Regions from separate parts of the Mus musculus genome. Here regions 1, 2 and 3 are each linked to region 4. Evidence: chromatin contacts called from public Hi-C and HiChIP or PLAC-seq data. All regions are on one chromosome and are shown on one strand. Each heading gives the region's core, a stretch centred on a gene start, on an enhancer-like site or on the middle of the called end of the contact. The rest is flanking DNA. Distances are from core to core; before and after follow the strand shown. Region 1 has its middle 98 kb from the start of Gm20098. Region 2 overlaps Gm20098 (predicted gene, 20098). Region 3 has its middle 120 kb from the start of Gm19585. Region 4 overlaps Gm19585 (predicted gene, 19585).

The links. Hi-C and Micro-C count contacts between places; a contact is called where the count stands out from the background. HiChIP or PLAC-seq counts read pairs in DNA pulled down with a chosen protein or histone mark.
Region 1: a contact with region 4 is called in a Foxp3 HiChIP or PLAC-seq map of regulatory T cells, with 6 times the contacts expected there. The contact joins two enhancer-like sites. A contact is called at or near these places in 1 of 15 datasets of contacts at CTCF or cohesin (CD8 T cells), 10 of 484 Hi-C or Micro-C datasets (B cells, CD4 T cells, CD8 T cells and 7 more), 5 of 115 datasets of contacts at active chromatin or transcription factors (CD8 T cells, large pre-B cells, memory CD8 T cells and 1 more) and 1 of 9 other capture datasets (embryonic stem cells).
Region 2: a Hi-C map of group 2 innate lymphoid cells shows a contact between it and region 4, with 3 times the contacts expected there. The contact joins two enhancer-like sites. A contact is called at or near these places in 6 of 484 Hi-C or Micro-C datasets (B cells, the C10 cell line, centroblasts and 2 more) and 4 of 115 datasets of contacts at active chromatin or transcription factors (CD8 T cells, Th2 cells and thymocytes).
Region 3: a BATF HiChIP or PLAC-seq map of CD8 T cells shows a contact between it and region 4, with 115 read pairs. The contact joins two enhancer-like sites. A contact is called at or near these places in 1 of 15 datasets of contacts at CTCF or cohesin (CD8 T cells), 1 of 484 Hi-C or Micro-C datasets (CD4 T cells) and 4 of 115 datasets of contacts at active chromatin or transcription factors (CD8 T cells, bone marrow-derived dendritic cells and memory CD8 T cells).

The regions. Positions count from the first base shown.
Region 1 is chr17:51,979,424-51,982,816 of GRCm38.p6, forward strand. No RefSeq gene overlaps it. Among named protein-coding and RNA genes, the nearest start is that of Gm20098, 98 kb to the left of the region's middle. Within about 2 kb of position 2,053, at least 6 of the 459 cell types and tissues checked have an H3K27ac peak or open chromatin away from gene starts, as enhancers often do. A contact at or near this core is called in memory CD8 T cells and regulatory T cells, where this site is marked.
Region 2 is chr17:51,924,815-51,928,247 of GRCm38.p6, forward strand. All of the region lies in intron 2 of Gm20098 (predicted gene, 20098), which reads left to right. Among named protein-coding and RNA genes, the nearest start is that of Gm20098, 44 kb to the left of the region's middle. Within about 2 kb of position 1,512, at least 11 of the 459 cell types and tissues checked have an H3K27ac peak or open chromatin away from gene starts, as enhancers often do. A contact at or near this core is called in group 2 innate lymphoid cells, where this site is marked.
Region 3 is chr17:52,029,443-52,032,873 of GRCm38.p6, forward strand. No RefSeq gene overlaps it. Among named protein-coding and RNA genes, the nearest start is that of Gm19585, 120 kb to the right of the region's middle. Within about 2 kb of position 1,774, at least 19 of the 459 cell types and tissues checked have an H3K27ac peak or open chromatin away from gene starts, as enhancers often do. A contact at or near this core is called in CD8 T cells and memory CD8 T cells, where this site is marked.
Region 4 is chr17:52,161,280-52,164,732 of GRCm38.p6, forward strand. Gm19585 (predicted gene, 19585) reads left to right here. Exons shown (of 4, transcript NR_155494.1): 4 at 1,515-2,207. Among named protein-coding and RNA genes, the nearest start is that of Gm19585, 14 kb to the left of the region's middle. Within about 2 kb of position 1,487, at least 81 of the 459 cell types and tissues checked have an H3K27ac peak or open chromatin away from gene starts, as enhancers often do. A contact at or near this core is called in CD8 T cells, group 2 innate lymphoid cells, memory CD8 T cells and 1 more, where this site is marked.

The DNA.
Region 1 (3,393 bases), core at 803-3,302, 180 kb before region 4:
TACTGCTCTCCTTATTGAAACTAAACAATTTGAATCCGTTAAGGTCACATAAAACCAGGCCTTTGCTCTGAAGTTAAAGGCTCTAAATAGATCCAAGCATTCTCTGTAATGCCCTTGAGTGATACATATACTGCGCTTAACTTCCTCATTACTTAAATGCAAAAGACTAAAGTTGAAGAGGCCAGAACATACATTTGGAAATTTCAGAAAACATAATAGGCTGAGAGAGATAATGTAATCCTTTGCTGCGAGAAGGAGAGCCCTACCGTCCTGATTACAGCTTCCACCCCATCCCTCACACATTCAAATCCAATATATGTGCTTTTATTAATGCGCCAGTGCAGAGATATGCATAAATGAATATTGATAAGGCAGGATGCTGTATATTTATGAGATTTCCTATGTTTTCTCTTTATGTTTTATTTGTATTTATACCCAGTGCCGTGTACTGTATATATGTGTTCGGAAGTATAACAGCAATGAAAAGAAATAAGATTTTAATCGATTTCATAACATTTTGCAACATGTATGGATGGCTGTCTATTTCACTGTATAATGGTTATAACTATTTCTGTTGGCCTCAGTGAGAACTTGTAATGACCACCCCCCCAAGTAAAATTTTTCTAAACAACCTTACACAATGCAACCAATATCCTTGAAATTTTACGTGCAGAAAGTCAGAAATTCAGTCATCATAGTAATATTAAGTGTGACCCTTTCCCAAAGGTGGCATTTTGTTATAAAACGGTAGCATGGTGACTCTCCTGCAATGACAGCTCTCTTGTTGCCACAGGAGTCATCAGTTTGCAGAGATTTACAGCCAACATTTAGAATCTGAGGCTTACCATATTGTATTAAATTTCCCTAATTAAAAAAGATAAAATGAGACAGTGCAACAAAGTGGACAAAAAAGGCAAAGAACAATAATTATTATTTTTTGAAAGGAGTCAGACACCTGGGAGAAAGGAATGGAAGGATGTCAAACATTTGCTGGGAGAAAGTCAGCGACCTAGACATGTTTATTTAAATATAGTACACATTTGAACAAAGGCTCCTGCAGCAAGGTTGCTGCATTTTGCCATGAAAATATAGGTCTCTCTTCAGTGTAAGCAACATCTGGATAAAATCCCGCTGCAAACAAACAAGGCAGAGTGTCAAGCTTTCCTCCTGAGGGATCGGCAAATAGGAAATAAATAACCATCTTTTGTGGGAGGGTTAGGCAAACACCTGTCTGAAGACAACTATGGTACAGATATGGGATTGAGGACTTTCATGCTTTTAAACATCATCATGGACTGGATTATTGCTGCCCTTGACGCTGGCCAGAAAGGCTTCATTCTACAGTGGGCAGGAGCTACTTCAGACTCATAACAGGTTGCAGTGCTAAGACTGAGTTTCTGTTGAGTACTCTGCCCAACAGAAAACATTGATATTAACCCCCAACCAAGGCTCAGGGACCATTATGGAGAGGGGTGTGTTTTAGGGGGAAGAATGTAAGAGCCAAAGGATGGGGCAGAGTATGAAAGACTGTCTTGAATGCAGGGTATGGAATCGCTGCAGCTGAAATTATTGAGCATGGTCAAGCCAGGATCAGTTGGCATCTCAGCAAGCTGCACTAACTGGAGTCAGTGGGTTCAAAAGCAAGAGAGGGGAGATGAAGGCAGAAGGGAGAAAGTGCTAGAGATTGGGTGGAGGCATTGGATGTGGATGTGATCAAGACACATTGCAAACTTGTATGCAATTGCCAAAGACTGTATACGAGATCTTTTAAAGGTCACTGTTTCTCAACAGCTTATAAACTGTGATGCTGTGAGGGGTGCCAGTGCCCATGCTTACTGCACAGATGAAGGTGGAGGCCAAGACTTGTAAGCTGAGAGCTGGAGGGGAGGACAGGAGAGCTGTGAACAGGCTCTCCTTTGACTGAGTCTGTGTCAGCTCTAATGATGGAAGAACCTTTTGAACCAGAGGTCTAAGCTGAAACCAGACATGGCTAAACATGTCCTTGTCTGCTTTATGGTGTTAGAAGAGAAGACTTGAAACTGAAACTGGATGATTTAGAAAGGACCGGGAGCTACTCTATAGTCCTGGAAGTTAGGCATGTGTCTAGTGACAGCTCTAAGTGAGAGAGAGAGAGGGGAGAGAGAGAGAGAGAGAGAGAGAGAGAGAGAGAGAGAGAGAGAGAGAGAGAGAGAGAGAGAGAGAGAGAGAGAGAGAGAATCCAACAAAACTCACTCCCCAGGTCATGACTTCAGTCTCTGCACAGGGCCAGAGTCTGCCTGACTTGGTTGCATGAACTTGAAGTCATCACCTTGCTCCCACAAGGTGGGAAGCAGTACTTCTTCAGTGGGTGAAAACACAACTCAGAAGCACTTGGAACGGCACACCCACCGATTGGGAAAAGCACAGTCAGAATGCTGATTGACATAGGAGTCAGTTCTTAAAGGTTAAACTTCTCAACTCACTTGGGGGCTAAAGTTTTGACATATGCTTTTGTTTGGGGTGGGGCACATGGTTTGGGGAAACAGATGTGATCATGGTATCTTTGGTTTCTACCAAAGGGACAGGTAGTCCTGTCTCTCATGTTGAGTATAGGGCTCCCTTTTTCATCCCCTTTCTTCAATTTTCCTCCTCTTTTCCCCTTCGTTCCTCCCTCCCTCCCTCCCTCCCTCCCTCCCTCCCTTCCTTCCTTCCTTCCTTCCTTCCACCCTTCCTTCCTTCTTTCCTTCCCCCCTCTCCCCCCTCTCTCTTTCTTTCTTTCTTTCTTTCTTTCTTTCTTTCTCTCTCTCTCTCTCTCTCTCTCTCTCTCTCCCTCCCTCCCTCCCTCTCCCTCCCTCCCTCCCTCCCTCCCTTCCTTCCTTCCTTCCTTCCTTCCTTCCTTCCTTCCTTCCTTCCTTCCTTTCCCCTCCTTCCCTTCCTTCTTTTCTTTCTTTCTTTCTTTCTTTCTTTCTTTCTTTCTTTCTTTCTTTCTTTCTTTCTTTCTTTCTTTCATCCTTCCTCCCTCCCTCCCTCCCTTCCTTTCTTTCCTTCCTTCTTTCTGTCTTCTTTTCTTCCTTTCCTTTCTTTTCTTTCCCTTCCCTTCTCTTTCCCTTCCTTTTGAGACAGGGTCTCCCATAGACCTGGCTGACCTTGACCTCATTTTGTGGGTGAGGATGACCCTGAACTTCTAATCACCTTTCCCTTACAGCACACAGGGTGAGATTATAGCTTCCCATGTCTACTCTTTTTGCAACCCAACACCACCTCTCCTGTTCTCCTGTCTTCTGCTTCCAAATTCTTACTTCTTTTGGCAACACTCCTATGTCTGTTACTCTAAGTTCCATTTGCAGAAGATTGTCTAGCCAGAATGCAAGTCTATGATGATATTGATTGGAAGCTATTTACATAATGAAAGTT
Region 2 (3,433 bases), core at 262-2,761, 240 kb before region 4:
GGTGATTTCTGCGGGTAGGTGTAGTACCTCTGCAGGATATAGGATCCCCTGAAGCCTGAGTTACAGATGTTTGTGAATCATCTGAAGTGCATGCTGGGAACTGGAGTCCTCTGCAGGAGCGGTAATTCCTAACCACTGAACCATCTCTCCAGCCTGTACCTTAGTTTCTTAACATTTAAAGGATTTTATTGTTTTTTTTTCTAAAATAATCATTATTTTCACATCTGGAACTATGTTTCTAATTTTGTAGTTCTTACAAAAAGTGAAAATTCAGAAGCCAAATACATAGGTGTGGCATCCGTCTATTCAAGTTTCAGGAGAGAAGATGAGTCCGTTGAACTGAGACCATCACTTCTCAGAGTTGCGGAATGAGCTTTGGGGAAGTGCCTTGGGTAACAACTTATATTATGGAGGGAAGAACCAAGTCCATCGATTTAATACTTAAAATTGTGTTTCACTGGGTCGGTAGATACTTCACACAGCATTGATAATGCATATATATTTATTTATTGTATGAATATGTGTGTTTTGCCTGCATGTATGTCTGTGCATCACATGTGTGCCCTGCCACCTATGGAGGCCAGAAGAAGGGACTGGATTCCCTAAAACTGGAGGTACAGACCACTGTGAGATACCATGTGGGTGCTGGGAATTGGTTCCATAGAAGAGCAGCCAGTTACCTTAATGACTGAACTATGCTTCCAATCCCAAATAAAGCATATGTAAATTATTCAGCTAGATCAGCTGTCTTTTTAAAAATTTATTTATTTATTTTGGATTGTAGCTTCATAATAAGCCCAAGTTCTCAAAAATATGCTCATCCTTTTTCAAAGTTGTTTTGGCTATTCTAACCTCAGACTTGGTGTGTGCGGAATGAGTGCTCTGCTATCAAGAAAAATCCTTGGCTCGAATCTAATAAGTTATTCCAATGGAATGTTCATATAATAAAGATAGTAAAAACTGCCATTTGAACTCTCCACCTTGTCCTCAGGGTCCCATCCCATCCACAGTGAACAACTGATCTGCTTTCAGTGATAGCTAGCTAATTTTTATTTCTGACATACTTATGAAGTGGATTCTAGTCATCATTACTGTGATCTTATCTATAGTATCCATTATCTCCATGGTTCATCTTTTTATGTTGCTAAGTACTGTCCACTGTGTTGCAAAAGGCAGTGCTTTTATCTACGTTCCTGTGTAGATCATGCTTACTTATGTATTTATCATTAGGGATGGGTGTCACACATGTATATCTTACTATGTCCATGACGTGTCAGTCTTTGTGTTGACAGATTAATTTGGGGGGACAGAGTCCCTGGAAGTTGATCTCTTGGATTACTCGTGAATATAAGTTTCATGCTTTAAAAGAGTATCAATTGTTTTTGCAAAGCCGTTGAACTACTTGATGCTCCTAAAAGCAGTGGGCGTTCTGTTTGTCTTAGATCCTTGCTATAAGCCTACAGGAGCCAGCCTGGAGGCCTGCGAGGCTTTCTCACTGTGCCTTTAAGGAAATTCGACCGTGGGTCTTGCCACGGTCATCCCCATACTTCTCTGATAAGAAGTCTGCTCAAGTCTGCTACTCCTTGTCTCCTCTCTTGAGTTTTATATATTTAAAAAAAATGTTTGGATACAAATCCTTAATCAAATATACAATTTGAAAATATTTACTCCCAGTCTGTAGCTTTTATTTTCATTCCCCTACCGTCTAGTTCAAAAAGCAGAAGTTTCAACATTTTTGGGCTATCAGATGTATCGGTGTTTCCTGTCACAGACTGTAATTTTGGATGGGGTCTAAGAAAGCCTCACCTAATCAAACTTGCACAAGTTTTCTCCTGAAAGTTTCACATTTAGGTCAATGACTCATGCTGAGTTAATTTTATGGTGTGAGATACGGATCAAAGTTTATTTTTTTCTTGCATATGTATATATCCAATTATTCCAGTACCATTTGTTGAAAAAGACTAATCTTTTTCTACTGAATTTCCTTTGAATCTTTGTCAAAATCATTTATCTCTGTGTGTGTGGGTCTATTTATGGACCCTCTTCTGTTCCATTCGTGTATCTGCCTGTCTCTATATCACCACCATACTGTCTGGATGATTGTAGCTTCATAATAAGCCCGAGTTCTCAAAATATGCTCATCCTTTTTCAAAGTTGTTTTGGCTATTCTAGGTCCTTCAAATTTTTATATCATTTTTAGAATCAGTTCGTTAATTTCTATAAAAAAACTCATAAGATTTTAATTGGGATTGTTTTAAATCTCTGGACTGGTTTTGGGTAGAATGACTTTCTTAGGATTATTGAGTTTTCTTGCCAATGAATAGAGAACATGCCACTGTTGCCTAGATTTTTCTTAATTGCCCCTAGTAACATCGGGTGGGTGTCAGTGACCAGAGGTTTTGTGTCTCTTGTCAAATCTACTCCTAATTATTTTATTTTGTTAGTTTTAAAAATGACATTATTCTTACAATTTTAATTTCTCATGGTTTGTGGCTAATATCTAGAAATATAACATGTTGTTGCACAATAGTCCTTTTATCCTGAAATCCAGGGTTACACTCATCTTATGCTTACATGTTTATTGACATCTGTGAAAGATAGACACCAAGGCCCAATGGAACTTCTAACCTGTGTGGAATGCTTGAACCCTGGCAGCCAAAATCTTGGTCTTTACAGCACCAGGATCAAAGATGGTGATGTCCTTCCATTCACTAAAGAGGTCGGAAAATTTTTACAGACTATAGTGAATTTTCTACATGATCGATTCTGTATTTCCAATCTGGATGCTTGAATTCTGGTTTTCTATTGAATCAGGACCCCCTTGAATAGCCTAGTTCCACATCCAAATTGAATTATTCTGTATTTGTTTTCCTGCTTTATTACAGACTTCACATTCCAATTGATGTTGAAGAGGGAAAGGGTACAGGCATCTTGCTTTGTTCCTGTATTCATGAAAGCTGGATTTAAAGTTAGCCGAATGTTCGTTTGTTTATAGGTGCCATTTATTAAGTTGAGAAAGTTCCTTTTTATTTCTTACCCTAGTTTTCAAAGAGTTTAGAAAAAGTCAAGGTGCAGGCTAGAAATTGTCAGTCTTTTCCCTGTGTTTATTTAGATGTTCCAATAGTTCATCTTCCTCTGGCATTTTTCTTTTGTTATTAGCTTAAAGCTTATCAGTGCATTTGTTTCTGTTGACTCACCATATACAACAAGGCATAGCATGTTATCTTTTCACACAGTGATGGGTTGACTGTCGTCATCTATCATAAAATGTGCATTGGTCTGAAGTCCGATTATATCATCTCCATCATATCATCTATGCATCACAGACAGATTCATCCATGAAGGCGATTGTGTCTCATTGTTGCAAAAACATTCCTTTCTTCTCATTTGTCTGGAATGGTATATGTAAAGTTGGCATTATTTTTCCATGTCT
Region 3 (3,431 bases), core at 524-3,023, 130 kb before region 4:
AAGCCACAATGTAGATTTGAATATAGCTCTAACTCCTTCACATTTCAGACATGGGCCCACTGACATTTCTCAGGCATGAGAAAGCCTGGGTCCTGCACAGCTAGCAGTAGGAGTTTAGGGTTTGGATCTCTGCTCTGGGTCTGGCAGAGGGACAGGTACTATCTTTCCTTTTCTTTTTCTGGCTGTCCTTTCTCTAGATACAAAGTAACCCTTGTTCCTCAAACTAGCAAATGGAAAAAAATACTGTTTTATTTCAAACAGTTAATATTCATCAAATGTGAATGAAAATACCTAACAAATAATTACAACAAACAGGATATCTGATTAAGATGGAAAAGACGACAGCCCTGTGAATTTTTAATCTGAAAAATAAAGAGCATTACATTAATAAGACCTAATTATATCATTAAATATTTAAAATTACCTTCTTTAATAGATTTTTATTTTTATTTAATATATTTCTTTTTAAAAAGTCTGTGACACTTTCATGGGATTGCTACATAAAATCCTATAAACTCTTACGGCAAAAGAGAATTTTAACTTAACATATTCATCATATTGATCTTGAAACTTCCATTTTATTTATTGTTCAAGAAAGCTAATAGCCCTTTTACTATTTATTATAATTGATATTTTTGCCACATAGAGTGATAAATAATTAATACCATCACAGGCACATCATGTGCAGTACACTCATTTGGGAAAAAAATTACAACAGGTCGTTTGAATAGTGTATTATACATTCCACTTTAATACTCCTCACTTAAAATTAATTCTATGTTTTACAGGAAAACATAATTAATTTGGGGAATCTGTCTTAAATTGATCACATCTTGGCAGCTGATGCTAAGGCGGGATCTAGTATAAGCTGGATCTAGAGTTGCCATATTTCAGTTGATTCTTGGGGATAAGGAAAATCACACACCTATGGCTGAGTCCTTCACACCCTGGGGAAGTGTTTATAAAACGGGAGGAATGGTCTTTTAGCCTCATACTCACCACTTCAAAGCTGAGTTTGATTTTAATTTCTGTGCAGTTTTCATAATTGTGTTTTAATGGAAAAGTAACACCTCTCAGAAATCTCTAATAACTTAAATTAAATCCAACAGATTTTTCTATCCCACCACCACAAGAGTCATTTTAGGGAAGTAGAAAAAATGGTCTCATTACTTCTATATTGTCGTGATTGAGTTAATTGCACACATCTTTCCATGATGCAACTGAACTGAGTTCCTGGGTGGCATCTGGGGAATGGGTTGAGACGGTTAGCTTTGCCTCTTCCTAGACATAAGCTCACTGCCTACTTCAGCTTCTAGTGTCAGCTCCTGAGGAAGGGAGCACACTGTCCTTCCTCACTTTATGTCTCAATGCTATCTGTCTTGTGTTACTATTGAGAGGATTTGAGAATGGATGAAGGAATGTATTGGGTCATAGAGTTCTAACGTACCACGGCCACACAGAACTATAATGAAATTATTAAAGTCAGCCAGATAAAGCAGCCAATAAGCCCTTTCTGATCATTATGCCTGTTGTTCTTAGTAGGGTTACCCAACACATAGGGCACTGAGTGAGGCCTATGGCTCAGTCTCATTTCTGAATCCATCAGCATTGTAAGTAACCACGAGGTTTAATTTATACTTTAAGTCTGATAGGTGTACATTAACGTTCTGCCTCTCAGATTCTACAGATTTTTTTTTATGCTGGTTTCTTGGTGCCACTTCCTCAGAGATGCCAGGTGTTTTGCTCTTATGAATGGTGCACACAAGCGACTTGACTGACAGCGCCCACTCACCTAAACAGATGAAACTGTACCACGTAGTGTGTTCTGTCCTGGTCTTCTGTATCCTCCCGCTTCAATCACCGGTAGCTTGTAGCTTCAAACTAACTAGGGCAGACACATCATGGGTCCGGTACGACACTCAAGAACCTGCCTGTGAGTTCAAACTAAGATTGCAACTATTCTTGAAAGAGTGGGTGTGATTGGTTTCATTTTCTTTCCTGTGATTCCTTCTCTTCCTGGGCATATTTTCTGCCACAGATTATGTGCACTCAGATGTCAGGGTCGCTTCTTGAGAATCTGACCTAAAGTGTAAAGAGTAATATTTAGGTTTGCACGTGACGGATGGCACTGCTCTTCTCTCTTGAGAAAACTAAACCTGCTCTAGGAATGTGCTTTTTGCCCATGTCTCTCTTCCACCCTTTTAATGCCTGTGCTTAAATCTGTGCTAAAACCTTTGCTCAATAAATGCCAACTTCCCATTTAAAAATGCTGCATGCCATGATTCAATCTCAAGGACTCCCCCACCCCCCGCCCCACACATACACACACACAAGGCTCAGCTCTAGTACTGGCTGAGAAGCTAACCTTGAGTACCCTTATGGGTCTGAACCAGCTTCCTACAGAGAAATAAGATTCTTTGAAACTCTGGAATGCCACATTTGTACGTAGGACCTCCTTATTTCCTGGCAGTTTGTGGATCAAAAAAAAAAAAAATCTGAAAAAACAAAGCAAACAAACAAACAAACAAACAAACAAAATCTGTAAAAGGGAGGTCTTGGAATTACTTGTCTTCAAACTGTGAATTCTATAGGAAGCCTGAACAAGTTGGGTTAGGAAAACACAGAAACTATTCTCCTTGAAATCCAGTGACAGACATCAGCCATTAGAGAATAAAAGTTTCCACACAGCAGTTATCCAGAGAAGCACATCTGATCCTGGTGTAGTACTCAATTCAAGAATCCAGAGGTAGGGCAAGCCTACAAATGGGATGCCGTGTGGGCAGTCCAACATAAGTCATTGAAAGAGCAGGAAACTTAAGGTAGGAATCAGAAGTGCTAGCCCCATAGCAAGTCAGCACTGAAACAAGAGTGTTAGGAAGGGGCAGAGCAAACTAGTTTTGTAGATAGTTAACTTACATAAGCAATACAAGACTATGAAACAAATCCTAAAGTCTCTGTATGACAAGGTGAAGGGGAGCGTTCTGCTCATATAGAATCTGCTTTTAAAAGATGAGTTTTATTATTATTTTGTATATATGTGGGCCTGTATATATGTATCCACATATGCCTGCAAGTAGCCAAAAAGTCCTGAACAGGTATTTGATTCCCTCAAAGTGAGATACTGGTGGGTGTGAGTTGCATGACATGGGTGCTGGGAACTGAATGGGTCTTCTGTAAGAGCTGCAAGTACTCTTAGCCACTGATCCAGCTCTCCAGTTTTGCTTGTATACCATCTCATGTTTCAAACATTTCATCTGTAGGTCTAATTCTAATATATTATCTATCTATCTATCTATCTATCTATCTATCTATCTATCTATCTATCTGTCTGTCTGTCTGTCTGTCTGTCTGTCTGTCTGTCTGTCTGTCTGTCTGTCCGTCCGTCCGTCCGTCCGTCCGTCCGTCCATCCATCCATCCATCCATCCATCCA
Region 4 (3,453 bases), core at 237-2,736:
AATATAACTTGGTTACTTTTCTCTCTTCAATCTTAACTGGTATGAATTAAGAATTTTTTAAAAAATATCTTTTATGAATTGACTATGGGGTTTAGCAGTACCAAGGGGTTTGAGAGTAGGTGCTAGGTGGGTGAATATGGTCAAAACATTTTATTATGTATTTGTAAAATAGTTAAAAGGTAAGTAAAATACATTCTAAAAAAGTATCTTAGATGTTCTTCTCACCAAGTTTTAGAATAGAAAGATATTATAAACTTTAATTATTTTTATTTACTGGTTGTAAGCTATAGGGTATTTTGCCTGTTCAGCTCCCTTGAGAAACATCTGGCTCTGTCTGGAGACTGTTAAAACTGATAGAACATACTGGTGTCTGACAAGCAGAAACCAGGAATGCTGTTAAGTAAACCCTATCACAAGAAGCATCCATCCCCCCAAGCCGACTGTGATGGGGTTAAGAAACTATTTTAGACTGGAGGAAGATAGAGCCCAAGAGGCTCAGTGACTATGGCTGGAGAATCTTGTGGTCTCACATGTTATAAAGATGATGCTGTGGAGACCGATATCATTTCATGGCACCCAGTTCCATAAAATATTAATAAATGCACATCCTGCTACCATTTGTATGCTCATTACAAACTCCTCTATTGGAATGTTAGTGTATGTGATTTCTGTTTTTCCCCCACACATCACTTTTCAGCCCTTCCTTACCTGCACTCCAAAACACAAATATATACATATATATATATATATATATATATATATATATATGTACACATGCATGCATGCATACACACATATACAAATTTTATCACTGTAAACATAAAACGGAGGGTTTCCACTGCATACGCAAAGGTAAGGACTTTCTTCTGGACACCTATTTCAAACCAGATCATTTCACTACAATTGTTTAAGAGATGTCTGTACAAAGATGCTTCCCTGTGTAGGTCCTGTTGATCTACAACTGGACCTGGATTGAAGTGTTCGCATGTAAGAATTGTGTCTTCATTCCAAGAGGGTTTTAGGGCCAATTGCAGAAATTGTTTATAGAAGGAAGAATGAGACTAGCAGAGGGTGTCTTGGTGAGCAAGCCACACAAATTCACAGGAAACAGTCTTCATCAGTTCTAGTATCTGTGGTTTTCTCGAATTCTTCTCAGATCTTATTCTGGGAAAAAAAAGTTACCAAGTCAATAGTATTAATGGACTTGACTTTTCTCTTTTTTAAAAAACAAAACAAAACAACCCCAGAAAAACCTGAGAGGACCCATTGTCATCACAGGCTGGAAATGGAGAGGAGAGTAGTGCTGAGAAGGAATCTGGTGGGACAGAGGAGGGGTGACAGATGGGCAGCGAAGTGGAAGGAGATGCAGAGGTTTCTGAGACTAAAAAAGCAACTGAAAATAGTGATCTCCTTTAAATATCATTAGTGAAACCACACAGTGATGTCACTTCTGATCACGCTGTGATGTGAGTTGCTGATGTGGAGATAACCAGCTTCCTTTTGCGCATTCACAGGCTGTCTGCAGTGGAAAAGACCTTCAAGTTGACTGTGAGTGGGTGCGACTCATCAAGAAAAATAACCTCACCACCACAACAACACATGATGGGAGAGACCGAAACTTCTTTGGGAGAACATAAGGGGAAAAAAAAAAGAAAAAGTGAAGTCTAAATATTATTAAACACATGAAAGCAGAGTCATTTACTTATTAGGAAGGCGCTCATTCACACACAGGTAGACTTGTGGTCCCTTAGAAGTACGTAAACACAACCCGTCAGTCCACCACAGTCAACATCAGAATTTCTTGGGAAATGCCTCATGAAAGAGTTTTTAAAGAATAATATGACTGTGGATCTGTCAAATAATTTCCCAAAAGCCATGAAAGATGAGTTGCTCTGCTCTGTTATGCATTTCCTTCCCTTGCACGGGCACTCACAGCTTGCCAAATTTAGTCTGAGATCTGAACAGAGAGAAAACATGAACTCTTTCAACTGAAGTTCGGCTTCCTGTTTCTACATGGCCTCTCATACTCTGGGCCATTCTGCAGATCTACCCAGGTGTGTTTCCTGGACACTTGATAAAAATCATTCTCACATCAAAGTTGACCAAAAATGATTGATGATAAGTAGTTAAGGGTTTATAAATGCCAGACTATGGGAGATGATTGTAAAATAAATAGATATAAATAAATAAATAAACAAATAAATGTAAGCCCTCCAGTCTACTTCTATGTTCATTTATTCTTCTGTTTATAGCAGTCTGAGGCTACTCGAGGCTTAAAACAAAATATTGACATACAGATGTCATGTTGGGACATACATGTCCAGGTGACCTATTGTGAGTTGTGGATTACTTCATCCCCTTTCTGTATCTCAGCATCATTTTATCCGAACTGGAGTAGAAGACCTGCTCAAGACCGAAAGTGTCTTCAGACTCTCTTCAGGATTGCTGGGTTGACTGGAGCAGCATCTTATATACCTCAGCCACCCATCTCATAGGCCTCCATATGCATTTGTTAAAGACCACATACTCTGGACCAGCAAGATGGCTCAGTGGGTAACAGAACTTGCTAACAAAGCTGACAGCATGATCTTGATCCCTTCTCCCACCATGTGGTCCACTCTGGTTGTCCACAGTCCTCCATTGTGCATACTGTGGTATGCCTCCACACACAGTAAATAAATGAATAGAGTAAAATGTTTTAAAGAATTAATTTATTCTGTGTCCAACCTTGGAGTTTTTAAAACCTACAAAAATGGAACACAAAAAGCTATGTATTAACCGGTTTTGTTCCAGTCACTCTTCCCTATCTGGGGCCAAGTGTAAAATATTAAAAGGAAAAACAGACTAGTGATTACTGTACAGATTAAATAACAGAGAAGAGTGAGTACAATGGCATAGGCACACATTTGAGATGACAGAAGTTTTTTTGGAGGAAGAAAAGAATTATACTACAAAGATGGTCTTGTCCATACTTGCTGTTTCTACATTTTATTCTTTATGTACTTGGCTAGTTTCTCCCTATTCCAACATTTCTTTTTCTGTTTCCATTTAGTGTGGTCTTAAACCTCTGCCAGAGAAAGTGGCAAGGCATAGACTTCAAATATGCTCTTCAAAGTTACTTAGCATCCCGGGAGCATGGAGGAGTAAGTGCCTGCTGTGCAAGTGTGAAGGCAGGAGTTCGAGTCCCCGGCACCCGTGTAAAAGTCAGGTGTAAAGGCAGTCCTCTGAAATTCCAGTTGCAACAGGGGCCAAGACAGGTGCATCCTTGGGTTTATTGGCCAGCCAGTCTAAAATGGCAAGCAAGCCACAGATTCACCGAGGGACTCTATCAAGAAATAAGATGAATAGAAATAGAAGATGCCAGAGGAGGATCCCATTAATGTGGGTGTGTATACCACCCCTGTATATACCCCTGTCACATAATGTATACCCTGCAAACACCACACACACACA